Regions from separate parts of the Sus scrofa genome. Here region 2 is linked to region 1. The links are chromatin contacts, called in public Hi-C maps. All regions are on one chromosome and are shown on one strand. The core of a region is the stretch at or near the end of the contact, and the rest is flanking DNA. Distances in the headings are between cores, read along the strand shown. Region 1 overlaps PDS5B (sister chromatid cohesion protein PDS5 homolog B). Region 2 holds the start of LOC106507939.

Region 1 (5,015 bases), core at 1,421-3,920:
GTTCACTAATTCTAATAGCTTTTCTTAATCTGCTAATAAGCTTACCCACTGAGTTTTTATTTTCAGGGTTTTTTTTCTGGTTTTTGTTTGTTTTTTTGTTTTGTTTTGCTTTTTAGGGCCCCACCTGTGGTATATGGGAGTTCCCAGAACAGAGGTCCAGTCAGAGCTACAGCTGCCAGCCTACACCACAGCCACAGCAATGCCAGATCTGAGTCGCGTCTGCTACGTACACCACAGCTCACAGCAATGCTGGATCCTTAACCCACTGAGCAAGGCCGGGGATCGAACCCGAAACCTCATGGCTCCTATTTGGATTTGTTTGCACTGTGCCACGACAGGAACTCCTATTTTCAGTTTTGTTTTCTTCCTCCCTCCCTCCTTTCCCTCCATACCTGTGGCATATGGAAGTTCCCTGGCTAGGGGTCAAATTGGAGCTGCAGCTGCCAACCTGTGCCATAGCCACAGAGAATCGGGTTCTGAGCTGCGCCTGTGACCTACACCGCAGCTCACGGCTACACCAGATCCTTAACCCACTGAGTGAGGCCAGGGATTGAACCCGAATCCTCATGGATACTAGTCGGGTTCGTAACCCACTGAGCCACAAGGGGAACTGTTACAATTTTTCATTTTCAGAACGTCTTTTTTGTTCAGATCTTCTAGTTTACATTTTATAGTTTTTTATTCCTTAAATATTATTAGACACTTTTATTTCTTTAAAATTATAAATACATTTGACCCTTGAACAGCACAGAGGTATGGAGTGCTGACAACCCCTCCCACCCCCATCACAATTCAGAACCCATGTATAACTGTTACTGTCCAGGACTCCCGGCCTCTTTAATAAAAGGCCTTGCAAGATGTTCAGGCAAAGCTTTATTGGGGCCTCTGCTGCAGCAGGGAGGAACAAAAACAAACAACAGGTTCTTATTTGCCTGTTCCTGGTGGAGGGTGTGCTGGTTGCTTATCTGCAGTGAAGGTAGGGGCAGGATCAGGGGTTTGCCTACCCCTTTGGCGGTGTTGTGTGCAGGGGGGCATGTATAGTGCCCTGCTTTTGTTCCCGACACCCTGTTTTTGATCTCAGTTTTTCAAAGTAGGAGTTAGTTTTTTCAGTCTTTTTGTATCTTGTTGTCCATAATTTGCCCCAGCTACGCATGCACAGAGTTATTTTTGGTCCTTTATACTTTCTTTGTATTTTGTGGCTTGAGAAGACGTTTGTTCAGGTGCAAGCACTGAAGCAAAGAGTCCCAGGTTCCAGCTTCTCTCCTAACTTTATAGCTGACCCTCTGTATTCATGGTTCTGTATTGGCAGATTCAACCAACAACAGTGTAGTAATGTAGTACTTACTGAAAAAGCTCTCCGTCTAAGTGGACCCATGCAGTTCAGATCCATGTTGGCCAGCTGTATGGTGGTTTTATATTCTGTTTGGTAATTGTAATGTTGGAAGTCTTCCTGGGTCTGTTCATGCAGGTCTGATTTCTGCTGGTTCTTACTTATAGTGCCTTGTTTCATTAGGTGCTTGATTATTTTTGACTTGATAATGCTTATTACCCTAGAAACATCATATAGGGATTCTTTGAGGTGTGGAATGAAGGTGCTCTCCTTCAGGAGGACTCGAATTTACTTATTTTGGGCGCTTGGGGTGCTCCTAGTTGGAGGTCACTGAGTTTGTGAGTTTCTGTTCTCTGGACTACTTAGGCAATGTGAACCTCAGCAAATGTGTAGGCTTAGGGCCAAAACTAATAAGCTGTTCCTCTCTTGTATCTGCTATTACTTAGTACCACGACAGCCTTGTCTGCTGTCCCTTGTGGATTGTAATGGGGACGTGGACACATGTTAACCCTTTGTTTAACTCTTTTCCTTTGCAAGTGTTATCTTTCTCGGGTTTGGGATAGGATTCTATGTTAATATTAGAAGGGTCTCTTATTTGACATTCCACCTTCATAGGAATTTTTCTTCCTTTTTCCGTAAGATTACCAAAACTAACTTTAGATTTTTCAGGGTTGGCAAGATGCCCTCAAGGTGAAATGGATATAATGCTCCATTTACTTCTCTGGGTTCCTGAATTCTCTTAGATTTTGGCCCAAGTCATACATGGTGCTATTAAAAAAAAAAAAGCACCCATATAAATACATATATATATTTATCACTTACAGTTTTTGTAGTTGGAAGGTTAGTGCAAATATTCTAGCTTGCCAATAAGGGAAATGAAAGTAAAGACAAAATTTAAAAAGTTGGGGATATATTCAATAAAATGATTTTCATCAACTAGAAAAGTGAATTACTGTAAATTAGGAATAGTTATAAATTTGTGTGTGTGTGTAGAGAGTGATTCTTTTTCATGTTTTTTTATGAATGGTTGTTAATACTTATTTTTTGGTTTGCTTCTAATAGTATTTTTTGTTTTAGGGGTAAAAATATTTCCATCATGGCTCATTCAAAGACAAGGACCAATGATGGAAAAATTACCTATCCTCCTGGTGTCAAAGAAATCTCAGATAAAATATCTAAAGAGGAGATGGTTAGACGGTTAAAGGTGAGTAAAATTCAATTATATCTTTTGGGCATGTGGTAAAGATGGGTTAAGTTGAGGGGGATGATCACATATGGTTGTATGTTGTTAGATCAGCCTAAGAAAAGCAAATCAGGAGGCCGTTTGGTGGCCCAGAGGGTTAAAGATCCAGCTGTGTCACCCATGTGCTTGGGGTGCTGTGGCAGGTTCTGTCCCTGGCTCAGGAATTTTCACGTGCTGCAGGCATGGCCAAAAAAAAGAAAAGGAAAAAAAAAAAAAAGACAAAACAGGAGATGTCTTATGCCAAAACTAATCAGCTGCAATTAGGATCTCAGAAAGTGGGGTAGATCAAGAACTGTAGACCTGTAGTTTCTTGTTCATGGGAGTGCAGCTGGAGAGGCGGAGCTGAGATTTTTCTATGGCCTCCTATATGTGGGTATAAAGAACAAATGCACAGTACTCTATACTCATTGTTGTCTATAGAAAGTTGTTTCCTTTCTTCTGTGTCTCATTTATTTTAAAAAAGTAACCGTTTTAACCTGAGAAAAGTTTTAACTCTTTCTACTTTGTACTAAAGGCCGTATTTTACTTTCTTGTATTTTAAGAGTAGGCTTAAAGAGCTTTACTTTTAGCTTCTCTTTCTGCTTCAGATATGTAGTATAAGTCAGGATTGATGATGAACTTCCATACATGATTCAGTGGACGGTTAGACTCTTCATATTTGTTTGGATAATATTTCATCTTTTCTGAGCAGTGGTGGTCTCTGATTACAGTGGTTAAAGGAGCAGAATGTCCAAGAAGATCGTTTGTTTCTTTTTTTCTTTTTTGTTTGCCCTGCGGCATATGCGCTTCCTGGGCCAGGCATCATATCTGAGCCTCAGCTGTGGTAATGCCGGACTCTTTAACCCACTGTGCTGGGCTGAGGATCGAACCTGTGTCCTGGTGCTGCAGAGATGCCATTCATCTGTTGCACCACAGAGGGAACTCCCAAGTAGATTGTTAAATTAATTATTAGTTAGTTCAGATGTTCTTTATTTTTGAGCATTTTTCCCTTCTATGTTAAATCCACGTAGACATTTATATTGCTTGTTGTCTTAGTATTTACTTGTATTTCAAGTCTAGAAAACTTGCCTTAATTAATCATTGAAGGCCCAGGAGCCTTAAAGTACTATTTTATTGCTGCATGGCTTATTTTTATTAGAATAAAAAGATCCTAACACTATTATAAGTTTCATATAAAGTCTCAGTGTTATATCCTTATGCATAAAGTATTAGAATGTCAGATATAAGGTGTTTATTATTCAAAGCAAAAGACATTGAAGCAGATTAAATTTACCAGTTTGTGCATATTTTATCTATTTGGGAATTTGTGTATATTTTATTTAAAATGACATTACAAACTTTCTATATATGATATTTTTCATTTCTATATATCTATATTTTCTTGACCTATTAAGTTTTTAGAGAAATGAATACATTAATTTCCTTAGGTGACTTTATATGTCAGCAGTGATAGCCTTATTGTTTCCTAAGAAATTACACATACAAGATATTAGCATTTAATGTCTTTTAGGGATGCTATTTTTTCAGATATCTTTTGAAAGTTTTCACAGTTTTAATCATGGTACAATGCATTTTTTTCCCCTAGGTATCTCAGACGTCTTTTGTAATTTAGAGGACTCATATATGAGTTATTCCTGAGTTTTTCTGACGCTCTTTGGGTTGTATTGAGGGATTTCTTTTATTTAGCCCTTGAGTAAACTTTGTTGTTGGTTTTGGTGGAATGACTTCCATGGTGCTCACATTTAGTGCTTGTAGTATACTTTCATTATTTATGCCCAGCAGTAATGTACGCCCAGAAGTCAAAAACTTCATTTTTTTTCTAATTTATTCTTCCCACTATTTTAAGCAACCTCCATAGGAGAAATATAGAAATAATTTAATGTTGGGATGATGGTAATTTTTGATATGTATAAGTACAGGTATAAGTTTTATAAATTATAAAAATTTGTTAATTTGGAAGGTGTCCTTATTTATGTAATTTGTAGAGTTTTTAATTTTATTCAGAATATACTCAAAATATATTCAGTCTCTCACCTGTGAAGAGATTTCAGGGAAGAGAATAGTTCCTTGTATATATAGAGATAGCTCTTATTTTTTTTTTAATAATATACCTAGGCCATCAGGTATATCTTAAAAGTTTTATTACTTTTATATCTTAAAAGTAATAAAATCAAAAAGTTAGGTGAATGGCCCTGCACATTATTCCCTTAAGTTAATTGTAGTGTCAGGCTGGAAGCATTGGGCCACTAGTAGTCCTGGCCTCTTGTGTAATGAACTGAGAGTCTGCTCTGTGAGGAACACTCTTAGCCACAGCTGCTCTGAGAATTTAGAAGCACATTGGACAGTTCATTATTCAGAACTCTAAATCTGTGGCAGAGTGGTCATCTATGCACTACGTCTCAAGGACCAAGTCACAGACTAGTTGGCCATCCCTGCTTGTTG
Region 2 (5,015 bases), core at 1,247-3,746, 830 kb after region 1:
AACAATACTGTATTGTATACAAATCTGCTAAGAGGGTAGAGCTTATGTTAAGTACTTTTTTTTTTGTCTTTTTGCCTTTCTAGGGCCGCTTCCCGTGGCATATGTAGGTTCCCAGGCTAGGGGTCTTATCGGAGCTGTAGTCACCAGCCTACACCATAGCCACAGTAACGCAGGATCCGAGCCACGTCTGCGACCTACACCACAGCTCACGGCAATGCCAGATCCTTAACCCACTGAGCAAGGCCAGGGATCGAACCCACAACCTCATGGTTCCTAGTCAGATTCGTTAACCACTGCGCCAGGACGGGAACTCCTGTTAAGTACTTCTATAACAAAATAATAAACAATGAGGGCAGGAGGAAACTTTTGGAGGTAATGCATATGTTTATGGCATACATTGTGATGACAGTTTTGTGGATGTATAACTTATCTCCAAACTTATCAAGTTGTATACATAAATATGTTCAGATCTTCCATGTCAATCATATTTCAATAAAGAAAAAAAGGTGTGGGCATATTATGTAAGTAACGCCTGCAATTCAATTGTAAGAAAACAAAATCAATTTTTAAAATGGGCAAAAGCTTTGAACATATTTCCCCAAAATTAAATATCACCATGTATCAATTCAAATGGCTAAACAGATAATACTAACTGTTGTCATTTGATTGAAAGACTCATCATCCGTTTAAACTAGAGGGAAGACAATTAAAAGAGTAGAGATGCAGGTAAATTACATGGTGGGAAGAGGAGCTAATTCTTGACTAGGCTCATGATTCTTTTCTCAAAAAAGGATGAGGCAAAGTCATTGGTTGAGGAAGAAGTTGGTGATTCCAAAAGGGAATAAAATACCTGGTTTAAAGAGGGCAGAGTAACTACAGAAAAGAGTCTTTGTGGACTGGGGGAGAGACCATATGGGTGAGATCCCATTTGTTCACCTGACTGTTAAGCTGGTGAGCTAAGCACTTTCTGTGAATCATGAGTTCAATAATGACCCGGGTTTTGCCAGGCAAGTAACAGAAGTCAGGGAAAGGGGTTGAAGGTATTTGCAGAGAAGCAACTTTAATGCCACCACTTGTGAATATACATAAACAGACTCAATTAAGTAAATAATTCCTTACACTGGGAAGCACTATGCTAGGGTAAATTACTAGTATAATGGTGGCAAAATTAAGCACTCTTTCTTTCAATTTAAGGTTGTTTGTACATGAAATATAGGGAAGACAGGAACATAAAGTTAAAATAAGCAGCTAAATGCAATATATCCCAAAACAAAACATCTAATGAAGAATTTATTCCTTATTCTACACATTCAGTTTGAGGTCTAAAACCTGTTTTTCCCCAGTTTCCAAATCAGTGTTTCCACATCCATTGCCCCTTTAGCTCTGACCTTTGCTTTCATGTGTTTCCTAATGTCTTCCATTATGTGCCGCCTGCATCTAGCCTCCTGCTCACACACTGTGATCAGTCCCCAATGATCCTGCCCAATTTTTTTTGGTTTCTCACATAAATGTACATCATGGGACTCCTCCACTGACAGTAGCTTTCTTCACAACACCTGTTACCAAAACCCACCAAAGGGTTTTAACCAAAAACTATAAAATGTCTTTATGTGGCTACTCCAGACAATCTTTTATTCCCCAATCTTCCCATTTCTCTCAGTATAACTCTTTTAAATAAATCTCTATTCCTTTCAATCTGGCTTTCACAAGGACTCAAGTTTTTACGTAGGCCGCAGATTGGAAGGAACTCTGAAATACAAAGATAAAAGTGTCTACCAAGAAATTTCTTGGGAGAACTGGGTACCTTGCTGCTAACACTTTCAGAATTGGTCTAAAATTAAAGTTGGATTAGTATGGCTTCACAGAGAATTTATTTTTGCTACCTTTGGTCGTTTCGATGCTGCATTTAAAAACCAAACCAAACCAGGGCACTCTCACGAGTTCCTAGATCCGTCCTTTAAAAGTGGTTTGCCCCTGTCTTGTAAAAATGGAAATGGAGAATTCTTCTCCTTTCGAACGGTTTGCACAAGCGGCCTTCCCGTAATTAATATTTGATAAAGACCAAGACACCATAAAACAAAGAACATAAAATGTTACTGACAAAAACGTGACGATAAAGCCGATGAACTCCATGAGTTCTTGAGAAGCACTGCTAAAAAACCAAGACATGCTTCCTGACATAATTAAAAAGCGTTTTTAGGTTCCACGTGAAGAATGTATCTGCCCACGTTCCTTTTCACGAGTGACACTCCTACTGCCTCAGGACGGATGCTTAACGACACTTTGGGTGGATCAAGCCGGTGCAGGAAGAGATTTAGAGGGAAAGGCTGGGTCCAGCCCAGCACTGGGACCGCGCCCAGCAGGCATCTGGATCGCTTAAGACTCAAGGGGAAAATAAAGCTCGCGTTTTTACCTCACATACCATTAACTTTCCACAGAGATTTCCAGAAACCTCACTCACAGCCAGAAACCCCAACCCTGTGGGCGGGAGGGGATGGAGGGGGGGAAAAAAAAAAAACACAAAAAACCTACTACGCCACCATTTCCGCCTTGCCGGGCCAACAAACGTGCAAAGATGGAGAAAGACGCACGTCCCGGCAGCGCCTACGTCCCCAAAACGCGCAAGTGCGAGCGAGGTCCCGCCCCCTCGCGCCCCCAGCGAGGCGCGCGCACCAGAAACCAGCCCCCCGCTGGCGCCGCCCCGGGCTTCCGCCCCGAGGCCCGACGGTCGCTGTTCGGTTCCGGTTCTAGTCCCGCCCTCACGCGGGAACCCTCCAGAAATCTTAATATCCGGGACCCGAGGCCGCCGGCAGCGCGCATTTCCGGCGACAGAAAGGATCCGGTGACGCCTCTTCCCTTCTCTCCTGCCGCCCAGGCTCCGGCTCTCGGTGCGGCAGCGCCATCTGGTGCCGAGTGTCTCGCCGCCCGCGGAGGGGGCGCGCGCCTTTCGGAACCTTCCAGAGAAAACGCGGCCCCGGTTCTGCTCTGTCCCGCCCTCGGGAAGGGAGCGACCAGAGGCTCCGCCCTGCCGAGTTCCCGCGCAGGAGGTACTTTGCAGCACTTTGAATTGGTAGCTGCTTGTATGTGTTAGCTTGAAAATACCCGAGATGGAGCGGAAACGGAGTTCTTTCTCTAGTTTTAAGCCCAGAAAAAAAGCAGGTCTTTTTTTGTCTCCTCATACTTTGCTCTTGAGTCCTTCTCAATCATCCCTGCGTCGATTTCTTAGTCTTTTGGGACCGGGCTCCACCATTTCTTGCTTGGTGGGAAGATGGCACAGGTGTTGTGTCTTAGATTGGTTTCTGCTGTAAGAGGTTTTGTTTCCCTTTGATGATTAAACATACAGCGTACGTGTTTGGAGCCCCTGAAGGAGGGGAGAATTTCATGGATAACTTTTTAAAAAATAGGCCAAGGAAATTTCCGAAAGGTAGCCTCAGAAACACTCCGGATAAATATAGACTTGTTCGTGTGTCATATTTCTCTTAGATAACGGACGGGGAAAAGAAAACCTTTCCCCTAAGTTAGCAAAATCAATGTAAATTCTTCCTTGATGAATTTTTGCTTAAGAACCTCGATTTTCCTGGAAGTTTGAGGCCTGATTGTTTGGTAGTGAGCAATGGGTTGTTCTTAGGGCTTTACCAGAACGCGGCTTAACTGAGTATTTTAAGTGGAAGTTAGTGAAGGAAGTTTCCTGTAGCCTTCAGCGCCTACTGAAAGCACTGCTTCACTGGGCGATTCTCCTGCGGCAGCGATTCTCAAACGTGAGCATGCATCAGGTGTCCCTGGAAGACTTGTTAAAATAGATTGGCCTTAACCTGAAAGATTTTAACTGGGAAAGGCTGGGGGTAGAGCTGAATAATCACGACTCTGATAAATTCTCTGGTGATAACTTAAGCTGTGGGTAGTAGCACCACACTTGGAATAATTTATAGAGTTGAGGGTTGCTTTGTCAGTAATGCATGAGAACGGGGGTTTGATTCGTATCCTTGCCCAGTGGGTTAAGGATCCAGCCTTGCCCTGAGCTGTGGTGTAGGTCGCAGAGGTGGCTGGGATCTTAGGTTGCTGTAGTTGTGGCTGTGGCTTACAGCTCCGATCCGATTTGACCCCTACCCTGGGAACTTCCATATGCTGCGGGAGTGGCCCTCAAAAAGCGGGGTGGGAGGGAGATAATGCTCTTTGCAATTGATTACAAGTGATAACTAAATCTGGAGAAATCCATTGTGGGCAAGTAACAAACTAAGCACTAGAGCCAGGAAAGTTCGACGTGAATGAATAGTCACACATTAAAGCAACTACTGCCCATAAACACATTGTGTATGTGTGAGAGAGGGTACTGTGGTAACAGTTATACTAAATATTTCAATTATCCTGCTGTAATTTCTGTCCTTCCCATTCACTGTTAAAAGTCAGTAAATCAGAAATGACCAGTAAGGGCAAAATTGTTACAACCTAACATTCTCATTTTGCTTTTTGGTAGACACCAAAATTTCCCAAAAAGGACATAGATATTAGTTAGTCCTTTGTATCTTCTCAAATTTTCTTTCACTGAATCTTCTAGCAACCCCGCTCCACCCTGTCATGCCAGTTGCCAAATGTACACAGTGTTTTCATTTGTAAAAATGGTCACCTCATTTGCAGAAATGGCTTACCTAATCTTTCCTGCAGGCCTTTTCTCTTATTGACAGTGGATAAAGTGCAGGCACACTGCAAATTTTATCCTTATGCCTAATTGAAATACAAATTTTTTAGATAGGTTTGTATGTTCATAGCTGAAATTAGTCCTAAAACTGATATGAAAGTTTAGAATGTTTGGTCTGATATGACTGACCTTATTATAAAAAATACCCTTGATTTGTAAATTAATATATCTAAAGATCAGTGCGGGCAACAGAAATGCTGTTTTTGCAATAATAATTCAGTAAAGTTTCTATGGGTCAAAATCAATTTTAATAATGTCACTGAAGTGATTAAAGGAACAAATTCATAGTGAAATTTGAGGAATGAATCCTACTCTTTAA

What was found. Hi-C and Micro-C count contacts between places; a contact is called where the count stands out from the background.
Region 2: a Hi-C map of fetal liver shows a contact between it and region 1, with 1.6 times the contacts expected there. The contact joins the promoter of LOC106507939 here to the enhancer-like site in region 1. A contact is called at or near these places in 2 of 5 promoter capture datasets (fetal skeletal muscle and liver) and 2 of 47 Hi-C or Micro-C datasets (embryonic fibroblasts and fetal liver).

The regions. Positions count from the first base shown.
Region 1 is chr11:9,083,986-9,089,000 of Sscrofa11.1, forward strand. PDS5B (sister chromatid cohesion protein PDS5 homolog B) reads left to right here. Exons shown (of 35, transcript XM_021065557.1): 2 at 2,408-2,534. The coding sequence starts at 2,427. Among named protein-coding and RNA genes, the nearest start is that of PDS5B, 72 kb to the left of the region's middle. Within about 2 kb of position 2,671, at least 3 of the 83 cell types and tissues checked have an H3K27ac peak or open chromatin away from gene starts, as enhancers often do. A contact at or near this core is called in fetal liver, where this site is marked.
Region 2 is chr11:9,910,276-9,915,290 of Sscrofa11.1, forward strand. LOC106507939 reads left to right here and starts at 2,497. Exons shown (of 4, transcript XM_021065188.1): 1 at 2,497-3,047. The coding sequence starts at 2,576. The region is part of intron 1 of LOC110255744 (a long non-coding RNA gene); the gene reads right to left.